Linked DNA regions of Mus musculus: region 2 is linked to region 1. The links are chromatin contacts, called in public Hi-C maps. All regions are on one chromosome and are shown on one strand. Each heading gives the region's core, a stretch centred on a gene start, on an enhancer-like site or on the middle of the called end of the contact. The rest is flanking DNA. Distances are from core to core; before and after follow the strand shown.

Region 1 (3,088 bases), core at 159-2,658:
AGCTCTCTCTCTCTCTCTCTCTCTCTCTCTATATATATATATATATATATATATATATATATATATATATAATGTTCATATGTGTGTGTGTGTGTGAAAATGTCTTTTCTTTTTGAGACAGAGTTTTGTTATGTAGCCCAAGCTGACTTCACGTTTCTAGTCCTCCTGCTTCACTCTCCTTTGTGGTGGGGCTCTAGGCATGTGCTCCCACTGTGAGGTGGGAACGTAAATAGTTTCAGTCACAGACCGTAAGTCTTTATAGTTGTCTGTGAATCTGTTAATAAAAATTTGAATGACAGCTAGTAAATAGAATGACTTTGTTTAATAGAAAATACACAATAAAGAGGTTCACAGCGGTTTTACTAGAAAACCAGATAACCAGAAAAGCTCAGTAGGCAAACATGGCTTAATTTTCAGAGAAAAATAAAGTCAGTAGTGATAGGGGTCCATTCTCTGAAGAAGCACTTTGCTCAATGATTAAAGGTGATGACATAAATATAATTCTGTTTACTTCTATTTTATAAAGTGCTCCCTAATATTAGCATATTACCTAGCTGGCTTGTCGGACAATGATAAAAACACGGGCTGTTTTGCTTTAGCTGGATTTTAAAGAGAAGGTTCCCTACATCCCTGGATTGATCACACAGGTTGGCACAGCATTGACCTGGGAGAGATGCCAGCCTGAGTTCATTTCCTGGTTAGCTGCATAAGTAAATAAAAATAAAATTGGATCAGAGCTGCTTAAGATATCTTTCAATAAGGCCCAACAGCCTTCTTGGCGATCTCAGCGTGACCTATTCTGAGGTAAGAAAGGTCTCACTTACTTTGAATCTCCACAGTCCCCCTATATCTTCAGTCCTTTCGAAGCAGGTGGGCTCCAGACCCTCGTCCACGCAGCACTTCAGAGAGATTAGGCCACTGACCCCTGCTCCAATCACCACAACCTTCTTTGCCATTGTCTCCTGTCAATAGTTGATCAGTCATTACTGCTTAGCAAGGACAAAGGTAAGAGGATCCTGCCCTGTGGTCAGGTAACTGACTTACCACAGGATGGGTGGTAGTTTAATACGCAGCACTAATTGAATAAAATGCCTCACTAACCAAATCTTCACCCTTCCTCCCCTTCAGAGAAACTTGTCTGGTCATATGACCTTCATTGTAAACGTGTTTACAAAGTCCTGGCTTAATATTAAAAAGGAATCCCGTTGAGCAAGCCAAGTTATTCAACAAAGCAGTCCCAGGGTTGTGAGCCAAAGCTGGTTGTGTTCTCTGGCGTCCCGAGAACTTCCTCCTCAGCTTTTGTCCCCAGCCCTCATCCTTACCTTTATTTGTGCTTCTTAGCACTGTCCTCTTGGCAGAAGAGTTCCCCCTGAGGGTTGTGTGCGGAGAGATGGGAGTATTTAAGAGATGGAGGAGGCTGTGAGAAGTGGGAGGAGCTTGTTCGCTCAGCCAGCTAAACCTCTAAGGACTTCATCAGTATTGAAATTAAGCAAGAGATGCACTTCTTAAGGTCGGGAACACTGAACACATAGCATTCGGATGGTCTAAATAATTACGTTTATCATCAGTGTAGAAAATGTGCATTAGCAAATTGAAAAGAGTAGATAAATAAAAAGAAATTAAATCCACCCCTACCATCACCATTCAGAGATACCTACAACAAACACCATTGACATTTGGCAACTTATTCCATCTATTATATATGTGTATATATGTCCATGCACCCACTTCTGCATGGAGGTGGAGGCCAGAAAACATGAGGGTTTTCTTTCTACATTTGATTACAGTTTTATTTATTTCAGAGGGCATTGCTACAGTGCACATTTGGAGGTCAGAGGACAATATGGAGGAATGGATTTTCTCCTTTTACCGTGGGTCCCTGGGATCAACTCAAACCAGGCTGACTGAAAGGGTCTTTACCCACTAAGCTACCTCACTGACACATTAAAACCTCTTGGGAACAAAACACCCATGGAAGGAGTTACAGAGCCAAAGTTTGGAGCTGAGAAGAAAGGATGGACCACCTAGAGACTGCCATATCCAGGGATCCACCCCATAATCAGCCTCCAAACGCTGACGCCATTGCATACACTAGCAAGATTTTGCTGAAAGGACCCTGAGATAGCTATCTCTTGTGAGATTATGCCGGGGCCTAGCAAACACAGAAGTGGATGCTCACAGTCAGCTATTGGATGGATCACAGGGCCCCCAATGGAGGAGCTAGAGAAAGCACCCAAGGAGCTAGGATCTGCAACCCTATAGGTGGAACAACAATATGAACTAACCAGTACCCCCCCGGAGCTCGTGTCTCTAGCTGCATATGTATCAGAAGATGGCCTAGTTGGCCATCATTGGAAAGAGAGGCCCATTGGTCGTGCAAACTTTATATGCCTCTGTACAGGGGAACGCCAGGGCCAAGAAGTGGGAGTGGGTGGGTAAGGGAGTGGGGGAGGGAGGGTATGGGGGACTTGAAATGTAAATGAAGAAAATACCTAATTTTAAAAAATACATAAAAAACCTCTTTTTAAAATTTTTATTAGATATTTTCTTACATTTCAAATGTTATCCCCTTCCCTGGTCCCCCACTCCCGGAAATCCCCTATCCCATCCCCTCTCTTACTGCTTACCAACCCACCCACTCCCGCTTCTCTATCCTGGCATTCCCTTACACTGGGGCATCGAGGCTTCTCAGGACCAGGGGCCTCTCCTCGCATTGATGTCCAACAAGGCAATCCTCTGCTACATATGGGGCAGTAGCCATGGGTCACTCTATGTGTACTCTTTGGCTGGTGGTTTAGTCCCTGGGAGCTCTGAGGGTACTGGTTGGTTCTTCAGTTACTATTTTCCTTATTCTTTGAGACAAGCTCTCCCACTAGCCTGGGAGCTCACCAGCTCATCATGACATTCTAGACAATGAGCCCCAGGCATGCTCCTATCCTTAATTCCCTGGTGCTTGGTTCCAGATGCATACCACCGAGACTGGATTTTATGTAGGTGTAGGGGATCTGGACTTAGGTTTTCATGCTTGTGTGGTAAACACTTTGTTCAATGAGTCCTCTTCATTCACTTTCACTGAATTGTATGTAAC
Region 2 (3,088 bases), core at 205-2,704, 68 kb after region 1:
TTAGTTCAAAGCCTTAAGCGATAAACTTTTACTTATGAAGAACCTATATTCTTCAATGTCCATTGAAGCCTTTGGAAAGATCACCTACTAGGACTCCTGTGTTTTTTCCTCTCTCAGTTCCTGAGCTCCTCTGCCCTTGGAATCGGAAACTCTGAATTTTACTTCTCTTAGGTCTTCTGCCACTCAGAGCTTACGTTCCCCTTAGTCACCTAAGAACTTGCTGATGTTCTGTCTTCAGCTATCTTCTTCTTCTTTTTTTTTTCCCTCCAATGGGAAAACTTTGTACTAACAGTTAAAAGCACTCACTTATGGGGAGTACCAAAGTACCCTGATGCAGTATATCTGCTGTTACTATTAAGAACTTTCATTTCATCAAGATGAGTCAGAAGCCCTCTAATACACAGTGCTGGGTCCTGTTTTCTTTCTTTGCTGTCTTTCCCCCTTCTAAGAATAGCTATTGACACCACTTCAGTGGTATGGTTTTCAAGAATGGGTTCAGGTCCATCCCCTTGGTATGGCCTCAGACTCTACAATCTTTTAGTCATTTAGTGACAGAATTATCCTTTTATTCTTCATTCCAGTGGTAGCTCTTATACTGTTATCATGCATTCTGCTTAGTTCTTGAGCTTGTTTGTGTGTGCCAGTGTCTGTGAGAGTGAGTGTGAATGAGTGTATGTGAATGAGTGTGTGTGTGTGTGTGTGTGTGTGAGAGAGAGAGAGAGAGAGAGAGAGAGAGAGAGAGAGAGAGAGAAAGAGGTGTGTTGGCTAGATTTTACTACCTCCTGAGTGGTAAATTTCTTTGTACGCATCCTGGTTATCAAGTGTAGCATGGATAGAGGCCTAGGAATAGATTTTTATACCATTTGTCTTGACATGGTATCTGTACGTCTTGACTGCAATATCCTGGAGTAAAACTGGACATCTGCTGGGGATGCCCGGAAACTTTATTAGGGACCTGTACTGGGCTTATGTTACACCAGTAGGCATAACATCTGGGAATTGGATTCCTGTCTTTGTGCTTATGAACCCTTAATGAATCTTTTAGAGTGAGGATTGACATTTGTTTAAAGTCACACCCCTAAAGGACCTTCATCACCCCCTCTCCATCTTCCTTTCAGCTTCCCGTCATATCCTTCTTACCCAGACCCACTGACATGCAGCTCAGAGGCCTGGTGTCCATTTTTGAGAGACCAAAGTGTCTTACTATGAGACCTTCTGCCTGGACACCTCTTCCCAAACCGTGCTTTTCTCAATGCTGGTTCTCTGCGTGTGTGCTGTCATCTCCAGGGGTCTTTTCCTCCACATGTGGATAGATTGCCCCCGTCAATCACAGGGATTGTGTGCTGTATTTTCTTTGCTAGCCCTTTTCACAGTAGTAATTTACACCTGAGAGCATTGACCTAATAGCTTGGAGTTCAAGAGTGAGGGTTATGTTTGCTTTGCTCAACATTCTTTCTCCAAACCAGCACGCCAGTGCCTGGAACAACAAGTAACTATTGAACGAATGCACGCATGCAGTGAACATGGGGCTCTCTGTTTTTATTGACTGAATCCTGGTTTAACTCCATAACAATCTTATTTCTAAATTGGTTCTGTTTTTATCTGTTTTATTGACGAGGAGACCAGAAACCCACAAGTCTAGAACCACTTGTCTAAGAGTCTCAGTCATAACTTTCACCTCAAGTTCACGTTAACTTTAGAGAAATCGATCAGACACACACGAGGTATACAAATGTCTCAAGAAGCTAGCTGGGTGGGAAGCATTGCCAGTGATACCTGTAAAGCCATTTCAAATCTCACTTGTCACCTAGAATGCTGAGGCATATGAAATATCACCTGGCGTTCACATGCCACCCCATTCCATAGCACAGCTTTCAAGTAATGGCTTCTGTCCCTTTAAGATTGTCCGTGGACCACGTGGGCTACTGTACCTTCTGAGCTACATGGCTGAGTTCTGCAGCAATGTCACAGCCTGAGTTCCCCAGGCCAATCACCAGGACTCGTTTTCCCTTCCATATTCCTGGTTCCTTATAGTCCCTGCTGTGGAAGCATTTGCCTTTAAAACGGTTCAGTCCTGAGTGAGAAGTGAGAAGCATGTGAATCAATTTCATTTCCAGGAAAATAAAGCAACTTTAGTGGTCATGAAATAAGACAACTTAGTAATCCTAACACACACACACACACACACACACACACACACACACACACACACACACACATGTCTATATATATCAGAAACATGTTTTAAGTTGACTGCTTGTAGTCTAATTAAAAAGACATTACCACAGTTTGGGGATGGCTTAAGTTTATTGCCCAGAGGTACAGGTACTGCCAGCTTGGTCCCCAGCATAGTGGTACTGAGGTGTGGATATAAGAGGTGGAGACAGCTGGGAAGTGATTTGGTCATTTAGGACATCACCCGTGGAAAGGGCGAGTTTAGTTACACGAGAGAGAAGTAAGCTCTATTGTTCTAAAAAAGAACAAGCTTTGCTGTTGAGTCTCTCTAGCTGCCTGTCTCATGTAGTAATCCTTACCAGCTGGAGTTGACCTATTCTTTTTCCCTTTCTTTACCATGCTGTGATGCAACTGGTGTGTGTGTGTGTGTGTGTGTGTGTGTGTGTGTGTGTGTGTGTGTGTATGTTGCGATGGAAGACAGTCCTAGCTACCATGCTGCTTAGACTTTCTAGTGTCTGTAAATATTTGGAAAATAAGCTTAGTTCTTCAACAATGTCTTGATTGCCAGGTATTCTATTACTAGCATCAGAGAACACACTGAAATAGACACCACGAGCCTGTTAATTCTTGACAGATGTGTAGGTGGCTTCCTATATTTCCTTACCTGGAAAGGAGTCTTTTGGTACATGGGGAAATATGTGATGCCCAGAACAAATCATTGTAGCATCAAAGACAGCTGTTTCTTTTTTACCGTGCTTTTCAGTGGTGACTTCCCATTTGCCAGTAGTTGAGAAATTAGGACATTTATTTATACTGGTTACAGGTGTCTAAGGAATGCAGAGAGAAAGCCTTCTTTAATATTCTAATATTAGATTGGTCTTGATAAAATTACTTAATTAGAAAGGTACCTCTT

What was found. Hi-C and Micro-C count contacts between places; a contact is called where the count stands out from the background.
Region 2: a Hi-C map of liver shows a contact between it and region 1, with 4 times the contacts expected there. The contact joins the enhancer-like site here to the promoter of Fmo2 in region 1. A contact is called at or near these places in 11 of 39 promoter capture datasets (the 3T3-L1 cell line, 3T3-L1-derived adipocytes, the HPC-7 cell line and 8 more), 1 of 15 datasets of contacts at CTCF or cohesin (liver), 5 of 484 Hi-C or Micro-C datasets (all in liver), 5 of 115 datasets of contacts at active chromatin or transcription factors (cardiomyocytes, heart atrium and liver) and 2 of 9 other capture datasets (adipose tissue and pancreatic islet).

What each region holds. Positions count from the first base shown.
Region 1 is chr1:162,897,350-162,900,437 of GRCm38.p6, forward strand. It overlaps Fmo2 (flavin containing monooxygenase 2), which reads right to left and starts at 1,409. Exons shown (of 9, transcript NM_018881.4): 1 at 1,323-1,409; 2 at 825-962. The coding sequence starts at 956.
Region 2 is chr1:162,964,942-162,968,029 of GRCm38.p6, forward strand. It overlaps Fmo3 (flavin containing monooxygenase 3), which reads right to left. Exons shown (of 9, transcript NM_008030.2): 4 at 2,840-3,002; 5 at 1,932-2,074. Among named protein-coding and RNA genes, the nearest start is that of Fmo3, 18 kb to the right of the region's middle. Within about 2 kb of position 1,455, at least 3 of the 459 cell types and tissues checked have an H3K27ac peak or open chromatin away from gene starts, as enhancers often do. A contact at or near this core is called in liver, where this site is marked.